Linked DNA regions of Mus musculus: region 1 is linked to region 2. A link is a contact called in public promoter capture Hi-C data. All regions are on one chromosome and are shown on one strand. Each heading gives the region's core, a stretch centred on a gene start, on an enhancer-like site or on the middle of the called end of the contact. The rest is flanking DNA. Distances are from core to core; before and after follow the strand shown.

The links. Promoter capture Hi-C pulls out the DNA fragments that hold promoters and counts their contacts.
Region 1: a promoter capture Hi-C map of neural stem cells shows a contact between it and region 2. The contact joins the enhancer-like site here to the promoter of Lix1l in region 2.

What each region holds. Positions count from the first base shown.
Region 1 is chr3:97,306,180-97,311,523 of GRCm38.p6, forward strand. No RefSeq gene overlaps it. Among named protein-coding and RNA genes, the nearest start is that of Gm40101, 22 kb to the right of the region's middle. Within about 2 kb of position 2,437, at least 21 of the 459 cell types and tissues checked have an H3K27ac peak or open chromatin away from gene starts, as enhancers often do. A contact at or near this core is called in neural stem cells, where this site is marked.
Region 2 is chr3:96,598,069-96,603,190 of GRCm38.p6, forward strand. Lix1l (Lix1-like) reads left to right here and starts at 3,065. Exons shown (of 6, transcript NM_001163170.1): 1 at 3,065-3,405. The coding sequence starts at 3,114. It overlaps Gm52628 (a long non-coding RNA gene), which reads right to left and starts at 3,031. Exons shown (of 2, transcript XR_003954672.1): 1 at 2,243-3,031; 2 at 1,514-2,149. It overlaps Ankrd34a (ankyrin repeat domain 34A), which reads left to right. Exons shown (of 2, transcript NM_001024851.3): 2 at 1-1,710. The coding sequence ends at 901.

The DNA of each region.
Region 1 (5,344 bases), core at 1,187-3,686, 710 kb after region 2:
TGTGTGTGTGTGTGTGTGCGCGCATTCTGACTAGTCTGGCTGAGTTGGGATTACTACTGCTGTGATGAAACACCATGACCAAAGCAACTAAGGGGAGGAAAGGGCTTATTTAGCTTACGCTTCAGGACCACAGTTCATCATCAAAGAAAGTCAGGACAGGAACTCAAATGGGGCAGGATCCTGGAGGCAGGAGCTGAAGCAGAGACCATGAAGGAATGTCTCTTACTGGCTTGCTTCTCATGGCTTGCTCAGCCTGCTATCTTATTGAACCCAGGACCACCAGCCCATGGATGGCACCACCCATAATGCCCCCCCCCCCCATCAATCACTAACTAAGATTTACCTTACAGGCTGGAGAGATGGCTCAATGGTTAAGAGCACTGGCTGCTTTTTCACAGGACCTGAGTTCCAGTCCCAGTACCCACTTGGCAGCTAACAACTGTCTATTACTCCAGTTCCAGGGGACCCAACATCTTGACACCAACATAAATGAAGGCAAAACACCAATGCACATGATATAAAAATAAATAATTATTTTAAAAGAAAAAAAGAAAATGCCTTACAGTTGGATCGAATGGAGGCGTTTTCTCCGCTGAGCCTCCCTCCTTTCAGATAACTCTATCTTGTGTTAAGTAAAAGTGGCTGAAGTCTGAAGAAAATGTTCCATGAGATGTTACCATTGGTTACTTACTCCTGAGACTCGAGCTATGTAGATGGGTATGAAATATCAGCAATGACATCAATAGTGACCATCTTATGTCATCTGCTGACCATGTGCCAAGTGCCATCGTCAGTACTTTATGAATCTCATCTTATTTAAAATTTCCAAGAACCGTTATTCCCAGGGTGGAGAAATGGCTCTTGGCAGAGAACCCTAGCTCAGCTCCTAAGTCGGGTGGCTCACAACTGTGTGTAACACTAACTCCAGGGAGTCTGACTCCCTATTCTAGTCTCCTCAGAAACCTGTACCCAAGAGCTCCTAACCCCTAAGTCCAGACATGCACACTCCTGCATAAAACTTTAAAATAGAACTAAAACTTAAAAAGAAAAAAAGCAAAAACTGCAGGCGGTGGTGGTACACGTCCTTTATCACAGCACTCAGGAGGCAGAGGCAGGAGGATTCCCGGGTTCAAGGACAACCTGGTCTACAGAGTGAGCTCCAGGAGATCCAGGGCTACACAGAGAAACCCTGTCTGGGTGGGGGTGAGGGAGCAGCATTACCTTCATTTAGCAATATGGAAAGGGAGGAAAGGAAACCTTGTGTGTCCAAGATCACACGATGACATTGTGTGTGTGCCCACAATCGCACAATCAGAAGAGCCTGAGTGTCAACGGATTCTGAGTCTCGTGCTTACCTTCTTCCACCACACCCTGTTTGGCTGTCTTAGGTTAGGAATGCATGTCTTGTTGTAGAGTTTCTTCTTTTTAAACATTGACCATCTGTTGTTTTTATAGTTAGGAAAACCATATAAAAATTAAAATTAATTATTTCTATTAGCTAGAATGGTCCCTGACACCCAATAAAGACAATGATAGTAAGGAAGAGGAAGAGGGGGAGGAGGGAGAGGAGGAGGGGGAAGAGAAAGAGGAGGAAGAGGAAGAGGAAGAGGAGGAGGAAGATGAGGAAGAAGAGGAGGAGGAAAGGGGGAGGAGGAAGAGGAGGAGGAAGAGGAGGAGGAAGAGGAGGAGGAAGAGGGGGGAGAAGAGGGGAAGGATGAAGAGTATGGCTTACATTTGTGATCCAGAAACTTCTTTGCATTCCAGTTCAGGAAAGGAGGTATCTGGCAGATTGTTAGAGCTTTTATTATTTCCTTTTACCTCCAGGTTCCCCAGAGATGGGCTGGACTCTGTGTGGGTCAGGGGTAGACCATGACACCCCAACTTCCCGTTCCTGAGGGTTAGGAAAAATCTATCCTCAATCCTGCCTTCCACCTGCTCCTTGCAGTTTCAGGTGGTTAGAGAGTGTGATCGAATGGGCCAGACAGATGGGCTCAGAGCCTAAGCTGAGTGCAACTCTAAATCTGGTCCTGGCACTGATTAGATTGTGACCCTGCTCTGGTCCCTCCCTTGTCACAGCTGGGTGCATTTATCCTTCCTTCCCCAGTTCCACTTTGTGCCCCTGGGAAGTCCTGGCTGTTCCACTGGCAGACATCTTCCAGCCTGAGAGACTCTCATGGAAGATTCATTTCTTGGGGCTTAGAGCTCTGCCAAGGAGAGGTGACATATTAAGCCAGTGACACTATGGCAATTTAATTCCGTGGACTTAGAGCTGAGAGTCACCTAAAGTCTATAGCCCCATTATTCCTGCGTCTGAGCCCATCTTTTTCTTTTTCCACCAACAGAGGGACATGCGTCCCTGCCCTGGTCCCAGCAGCTCTTTTTCTCCCTGTACTCTGGATCCCACTTCCCCTCTCCTCAGGGGCCTCTGCCTCTCTCCCACATTAGCATCCTTCTTGGCTTCTCTCCATGGGTATTTAAATGAGCTCAAGTCTTTCTCTTCTTAATTCAGTACAATACCAGGCCTTCTGGGGCCTTGCACCCTCTGCAGAGACTGATTGCCTCACCTCTCTCCTCTGCCAAACTTCTTATAAAGAATTACTTATGAACTCTGATAGACAGATGGGAGAACTTGTAGTATTTAAAGAAGACATATGTTTATTGGAAAGGAAAGGCCGGACAGCCCAGAAGTTGGTTGAGGTTTGGAAGGAAAAAAAGTGAAATGTTCCTGAAGACAGACCTCCTTGCTTCATTAACGGTACCTAAAAAAAATCACCGTGAACCCCTCATGCCATACGGTCTGTCCAGCAGGAGGGATTTGGGTCCCTGTTGTGAGTAAGCTCACTACCGTGGAGGACACAGTCAAGGACCTAGTGTATACCCATCTCCAAGCTGTCCCAGTATCAACAGGGGCCAGGGGATGACTAAGGCTTAGGGTTCTCAGATCCTGAGAATCCCCATCCTTTGGGCACATATCCACAATGTCCATTCTCAGAGGACTTCCCAGCAAGCACTCTTAAAGCATCCTTCATGGACTGTGGGCATAGCTCAGTTGGTAGGGTGCTTGCCTCGTTTTCAGGAAGCCTTGGGTTTGATTCCCAGGACTGATTAAGTGGTGGCCCAGCCCTGTAATCAATCCCAGCACTGGGGAAATGGAGTCAGGAGCAGGAGGAGTTCAAAGTCATCTTCGGTTAAAGTTTGAAGCTAGCCTGAGCTGCATGAGATTCTGTCTATAAACTACAAGCATTGTGCCCTGCCAGTGATTCTGGTGCATGATAGAGTTTGAGACCTACCAGGGTAGGCAGCAAGGATGGCTGTGGCTGCAGCTCAGGCTACTGGGGCATTTGGCACTTGCATTTGGTTGTGATCTGTGATCGGTGAGGTAGAACAAAGGCAAGAGGCTGGGCGACCCGGAGAGTAAACCAGTACAAAGAGGCTGGAAGGCACTTGCTACCTGAAGGGTAAAGGGAGGGGTGCTGCGGGGTAGAGATGGGGCGTGGGAAGCACAGACATCCTGAAAAGCATCGTCAGGACGCTCGGAGTCCCAGCTATCCTCCGGGGAATCTAAAACCGTGTCTCCCCCTTCCCATACACTTTTAGTTCTTTTCCCTCCCCTCCTCTTACAGACTTTCACCCCCCCGCCCCTCCACCCCCACCCCTCCATCTCCAGAGGTGAGGCTCACCCCATCCTTTGATCTCCCCAGCTCGGATCCAGGATGGCATTGCTTTCCCTGCCTCCTCCCTCAGTGTCTCCTCCTCAGAATCCGCCCCCTCACCACCGCGACGACGGAGGAGAAATTATACATCACTCCTTTGAGAAACGGTTCCTAGAGAGGTTACATGATTTGAACAAGTACCTACTCAAAACATCAGGGGAGCTACACCTGCCTTTCACATTCTGACAGTGCTTGCCAGGAATTCATTCAGCAGGAATCAGAGGATGGCTTTTTTTGGAGCAGGCTTTATGTGAAGTTACACGGGGACCCAGTGGAAGGGAAGGCTCTCGGCATGGTGTGCCCGGAAGCAGCCCCCCCGGTGGGACGTCCCTTCCAAAGCCCAGAGGAATCCTTTCAGGTGGTGCAGCTCTGTTTTCCTGTGGGATCTCCTCTGAAGCCTGAGCCTTCACTGGCACCTGTGGGCTGATATTGCTAACACCCTATTCCCTGGAGCGACATCTCCCTCTGTGGGATGGGGGAGGGCATGAATTCACTTGCAGGAAGCTTGCTTTTCTCTCTTAGAGGCTTTCTGTGAGAAGGCCCAGGTTTTCAAACTGACCTCTAAGATTAGTGTTTGCTCACTTTCCTGGGCTGCCTGGACCTGTAAACTGGTCACATCAGAACCGTGCCACAGAGTCCTGAGAGGGCCAAGGGCGAAGTGCATTGTGGGTTCTACCAAAGTAAACTCCATGCTACCACTAGAGAAATATCTGGATTGGTGTCCCGGCCCCACTGTCCTCTTTGCACATCACCAGACCTTATTAAATGCTGTTAAGGAGTTCTCTCAAAATACAATCTTTATTAATGGCAGTGCGGTGTTTTGGGGTATAGAGGATATTCACTTCGATCCGCCACCCCTGTTCACTTCCTTGGGTTTCTTTCAGCCTCTGCCTTCTGCACACTGCCTAGCTTGCTCTCTACAGCTGTGAGAAACGCAACAAGGGCAAGCAACCCCGGCAGGAACTTTATCTCATAAAATAAGAATCCAGGTTTATTCTTACAATTTGTGGTCCATCATGATGGAAGGCAGGGCAGGAACTCAAGGCAGGAACTCAGAGGCAGGAACTGAGGCAGAAGCCAAAGAGGACCTCTGCTTGTTTGCTTGCGTATGACGCATGTACTCAGCCTGCTTTCTTATGTCACTCAGGAGTGCCAGCCCAGGGATGACACCAGCTCCGGTGGGGTGAACCCTCTCACTTCAGTCCTTAATCAAGAAAATGCAGGCGGGGTTTGGTGGGACACACCTTTATTCCCTGCACTCAGAGGCTGAGGCTGGAGGATCTCAGTGAATCCAACGCAGCCTGGTCTCCCTGGTGAGTTCCAGGCCAGCCAGGGATACATAGTGAGACCCTCCTCAAACAGGCTGCTCTCAGCCCAATAGGCTTCTAGCCTCTCAGAGCAGGATCACATTCTGGCCACCATTCTCACACTGAATACCAGGGTTGGCCTTGGCCCCCAACTTCTCTCAGGAGCTCATGTAAGTAAAGGAGGAGCTTGTGTTCAGGTGTAGAGTTGCAGGATTGTAATCCTAGCATTTGGGAGGCGGAGATGGATAGATTGAAAGGGGAATTCAGAATCAATCTGGACTACACAGCAAGTTCAAGGCTGGTCTTCCGCAAATAAAACCTCAT
Region 2 (5,122 bases), core at 1,815-4,314:
CGGGTTGTTATCCCCTCGCGCCCAGGAAGAAGAGGAGAAAAGAGACATTTTTGAATTTCCTCTTCCCAAGCCCCCTGATGACCCTTCCCCTTCCGAGCCTCTCCCCAAGCCACCTCGACATCCTCCAAAACCACTCAAAAGGCTCAATTCCGAGCCCTGGGGCCTTGTGGCTCCTCCTCAACCGGTTCCTCCTGCAGAAGGGAGGCCCGGTTTGGAGCGTCTGGCTGCTGAATTCAATGGCTTGACCCTGACCGGGAGACCGCGTCTTTCTCGGCGTCACAGCACCGAAGGCCCGGAGGACCCGCCCCCATGGGCGGAGAAAGTGACGGGTGGGGGTCCTCTCTCGCGCCGAAACACTGCGCCCGAGGCTCAGGAGTCTGGTCTTCCTTCAGGGCTAAGGCAAAAACTGAGCCGCATGGAGCCGGTGGAGCTCGACACCCCTGGACATTTTTGCCCTGACTCCCCCGAGTCCAGCCGGTTATCCCTGGAGCGCCGGCGATACAGCGCCTCTCCGCTGACCCTCCCTCCAGCGGGCTCAGTTTCCTCCCCACGCCAGTCCCAGGAAAGTCTGCCCGGGGCTGTATCCCCGCTGAGCGGACGGAGGCGGAGTCCAGGGCTGCTAGAGAGAAGGGGCTCCGGGACCTTGCTCCTGGACCACATCTCGCAAACACGACCAGGTTTCTTGCCTCCTCTCAACGTCAGTCCCCACCCTCCCATCCCCGACATTCGTCCCCAACCCGGAGGTCGGGCACCCTCACTGCCTGCCCCTCCACCCTCTGGGGCACCAGGGTCTCCCAGGACCAAGCGCAAGTTGGTGAGACGCCACTCCATGCAGACTGAGCAGATTCGCCTGCTAGGGGGGTTTCAGAGTCTAGGTGGGCCTGGGGAACCCGGGCGCTGAAGGAAATGAGGGGCGCCAAGGAGGGGGAGGGTCAGTACCCTGATAGAGGGAGAACCAGCTGATACCTCGGACACGGGATCTCTTGCATGTGCTCCTGGCACTGTGCACGCACACATGGGTAAGCATGTGTCTGTCCACAAGCACAGTACACTTACTAGCGAGAAGGATAAATACTGTGTTTACCGGGTGTGTAGACCCACGCAATCGTGCCCTGGTCATGTCACAAGTACATGGGATTACTTGGGGACCCATAGGCACAGCACACCAACAGAGGACCACTTGTGCTAGGGTCCCAGACTCACATTTGTTCCGAAGCAGCAGGGAGCCCCCACTCATGGCTGGTCTCCTGTATCTTTGCCCCTCCTGAAGAACCCTTGCTTTCCCTGTGTGCCCTGCAGCGTGGCCTAGCATCCCCTCGCACAGTCTGCTTTCTCTTCATGACTATCTCGCCCCATTCTGCAGGCCTTGCTTCTCCATGCCTGGCTCCTTGTTCACACCCTGCTCCCATCCGCTTTTCAGGATGTCTTCTTCACTGTTCTTGGGGTTCCCAAAGCAGCTCCCAATCTCACTTCTGTTGCTGCCTTCCACGCTCTCCACTTCTCAGTTTCCTGCTTTTTATTCCCTCCCTGTGCCCCCCACACACACATATACCACTCCAGATTGTCTTGTTTACCCCAGGGGTAGGTCATGGGCTCAAAGTTGCTCTTCTGTGTGTCTGAGCTTATGAACAACCCCCCACAGGTAGAAGTGGGGAGCAAGCCTAAGTCAGTCCTCTTACCACTTGTCAAATAAATGTGTTCAGAAGTCTGTTTTGTCACTGCTGCCTGAAAGTGTGGGTTGGGGGGGGGGGTGAAGAGAGAGGGCATGGGAGGGTGAGACTTACAGTCACAACTACTCAGGGAGCCAATCTAGAGGCTGCAGCTACTTTCTTTCCAGGAGACCAACTGACCAGTAGTGGTTGTAGAAGAAAAGGCAAATGGGCCCTGTGTTCTGAGGTTTTAAGGCATTTGGTGGGCCTCCCCCCAGCCTCCCCATGCCTGACTTTTAATGATTTAAGATTCTTACTGCCCCTCTTCTCCATAAGCAGATGCTACTTCCTACATCTTGACCACACAGGTTTTGTTGTTGTTTTAAATACAGGGTTTAATTTCATTTCACCAGGTGTGCCTTTATTCATTTTCTTCTAACCTCCATAGTCCCAGGTCTCTTAGCCAACCCTAGGAGAGGGGGTGGGGCTAGTAACTTCACCTAAGGGGAAAAGGAATGGTCAGTCAACAAAAGGGTGTCGCAGCTTGTGTGCATGGATGTCTGCTGGGAACAACTGTTGGAACCCAGACTTACCTGGATCAAGCACCCTTTCCATCTATGTCCTGAATTTCTCTGTTTGATAGGTTTCTGAGTGTATTCTAGCTCACTCTTTCTGTACAGTGATAAACACATTCTACGTTCTCTGACTCCCTTAGTGAGTAGCTGAAGTCAGAAAACCATTCCTGAATGTAAATAGTGAAAAAAGGAAAATATTTGGATTAAAACACTTAATGTCTGAATCTCCCTTGCCATCCAGCCATTTCATGTATCTAATCTTCCTGAGCATCACTTTTCTTGTTTGTAAAATAAAACCTGGTTTGTACTTGGCAGCTATTAAATAAGGCAGTGCACTCAAGTATATGACATAGCATATTCTCACTAAAGTCAGCACTATACTCAGTTTTCACTCCACCACCAATTGTGTATGAACTTAAAGATGAGTCACATCACTTCTCTGAACCGCATCTACATCTAGAAAGTAAAGTGATCAGACAAATGGTCCTTAAGAAACCTCTCCAGCTACAGTTCTATCCAGCCTTGCATCCAGGCCTATTTTCCCTTCAAGCCCCGCCCCAGGGGTCTGGCCGGATTTCTATCGCTTACCACAGGATTCCCAAAGATGCTCCGAAGCTCTCTCTCTTAGACGATTTAGCCTTTTCTTTATTCAATTGGTTCCCGTGCCTCCGCCTTCCTCAATCATTTGCCTAAGGTGGCTCAGGAGCCCACCCCTTTCCTCCCTCTCCACCAGTGATTGGCATGGCATCTGGTTCGTCCCGCCCGCTCTTGACTGACAGCTGGATCCCGGCACCGCCCTCAATCCCCTGGCTCTTGCTCACTGGGGTAGCTGGGACCGTTAGCTCGCCAGGCTGGCAGGCTCCGGGGCCCAGCTCCGCCGGCCACCGGGATGGAGACGATGCGAGCACAGCGGCTGCAGCCCGGTGTAGGCGTCGGTGGGAGAGGCACTTTGCGAGCGCTGCGGCCAGGGGTGACCGGGGCCCCGACTAGCGCCGCCACACCCCCCGTGGGCCCGCCGCCCGCCCCGCCGCCCCCCGCCCCGCCCCCGCCTCCGCTGCTTCTGGCTGGGGCCCCCGGGCTGCCCCTGCCCCCCGGCGCCGCGGGTAGCCCTGCGGTGCTGCGCGAGGCTGTGGAGGCGGTGGTGAGGAGCTTCGCCAAGCACACGCAGGGCTACGGTCGAGGTAAGTGTCGGGAACTGGCCTCCTGCGGGACACCCTCTAGTCAAGAGCCTGGCTCCCACAGCTCCCACTGTCCTCACAGTGGCTCCGCTTGGCGTCCAGCCTTCGCATGCATTTCCTTTTGGGGAGTTTCCTTCTGGACACACACACAAGCGCGCACGCGCGCGTGTACACACACACACACACACACACACACACACACACACACGAGTTATTAATGCATTCTTCAGGGACTCCTGTTTTCAGATGCAATTCTCTTTTCTTCCCAACTTTTTCTCTGTCAGCAGGCTTAAGATTTTAATGTCCTTCTCCCTTTAAGAACCCGCCCCTATTGTGTGGGATCCTCTCCTTTATCTCAGACCCAGGGCATTTCTCATCCTTACCCTTCTCTGTCTTCTCTCTCTGATCTCAGCAATTCCTGTACTCCCATCTCCTGAGCCCTTGTACTTCATCTTCTGAATCTCGACTTTTTAGTTCTTCACATACTTAACTTACCCACCCCACCTCCCACCATGAAATTTCCACCATGACTTCAGATCTGCTGGAGAATTATTAGGTAGTGCTTTCAAAAGTCACTCACAATAATTGTTCCTTTGAATCTGAACCCACACCATTGAGGCCGTGCCAGCTTCCTGTGACTTGGTGCCTCGCTTTAGTGTCTTAGTTTGGAGCCTCACAACTCGGGCCTCTGTCTGTCTGGCGCTGTATTCCTGGCCCTTGCCCAGGAACTGAGGATAAATCTCAGGCCCTGGCTCACTCAATGCTAAATTCTGTGGAAACAAGCCAGGCAACAACCTTATTTTGCTTAGAAATTGCCGGCTTAAAGATGCCTAATTTCTGGGAAGAGGGATGTGAGAATTTTCTTTGTTGTTTTTGTTTAGGCAACGTTAACCAATTTCCTGTCAGAATCCTGGTTCCAAATTCATAGTTTAAACGACAAGGAACACACAGTGAAGGGTGTATGACTCAGACTTTAAGTCTGGAATTTCCAACACATCCCTTCTGTTTCCTTGATCAGGTCCTCCTGGGTCTAAAAGTGACTGCCTCCTTGCTGTTTTCTAGGAGAAAAGTTGCACAGCTCACCCCACCCTCTTTCTTTCTTTCCAGACTGTTGGTTGACCTCCTTCCGCCCCACTCTTTGCTTCCTTTTGGAAGCTTCAGTGAAAAGAGCAGACAGGCTTCGGAGGCCTGTCAGTCCCGGCTCTGTCTTTGGGCAAAGGGTCTCATAACTTCACTGAGCAGCAGTTTCTTCAAGGATTGTGCACATTGATGACAGATTGGGCACTTAAAATGATTGCTAGCCCCGATTTTCTGGTCATCTCTTCCTTGAGACCATGTTTCACTTTCTTCTACTCTTAAATGTTTGTGTCTTTGTGAACAGGAAGATTTCAGTGAAGTTGAACGTTCAGATCCACTCTGCTGCACGCCTGATGGCTCATTTATTCTCCCCTTCTCTTTGCTCTCTAACCAGTTTGAATTGCAGCCAGGCTAGGATTCTGTAGGGTGCTGGGCTACAAATGGATGCACTTCTGAAGCTACTGAGTCAACAGAGTTACTTTCCAGGTCGGTTAGAGTAAACAAGGTTTAACATGGCTACACCATAAATATGTCCGGCTCTTTTTTATCTCATTCTGAGGGAAGCATTTTGCCTCGGGTGTAGTAGTAACCAGAACTAGCTACCCTATGTCTAAAGAGTTCCTCTTGGAAACTTACAGGCACT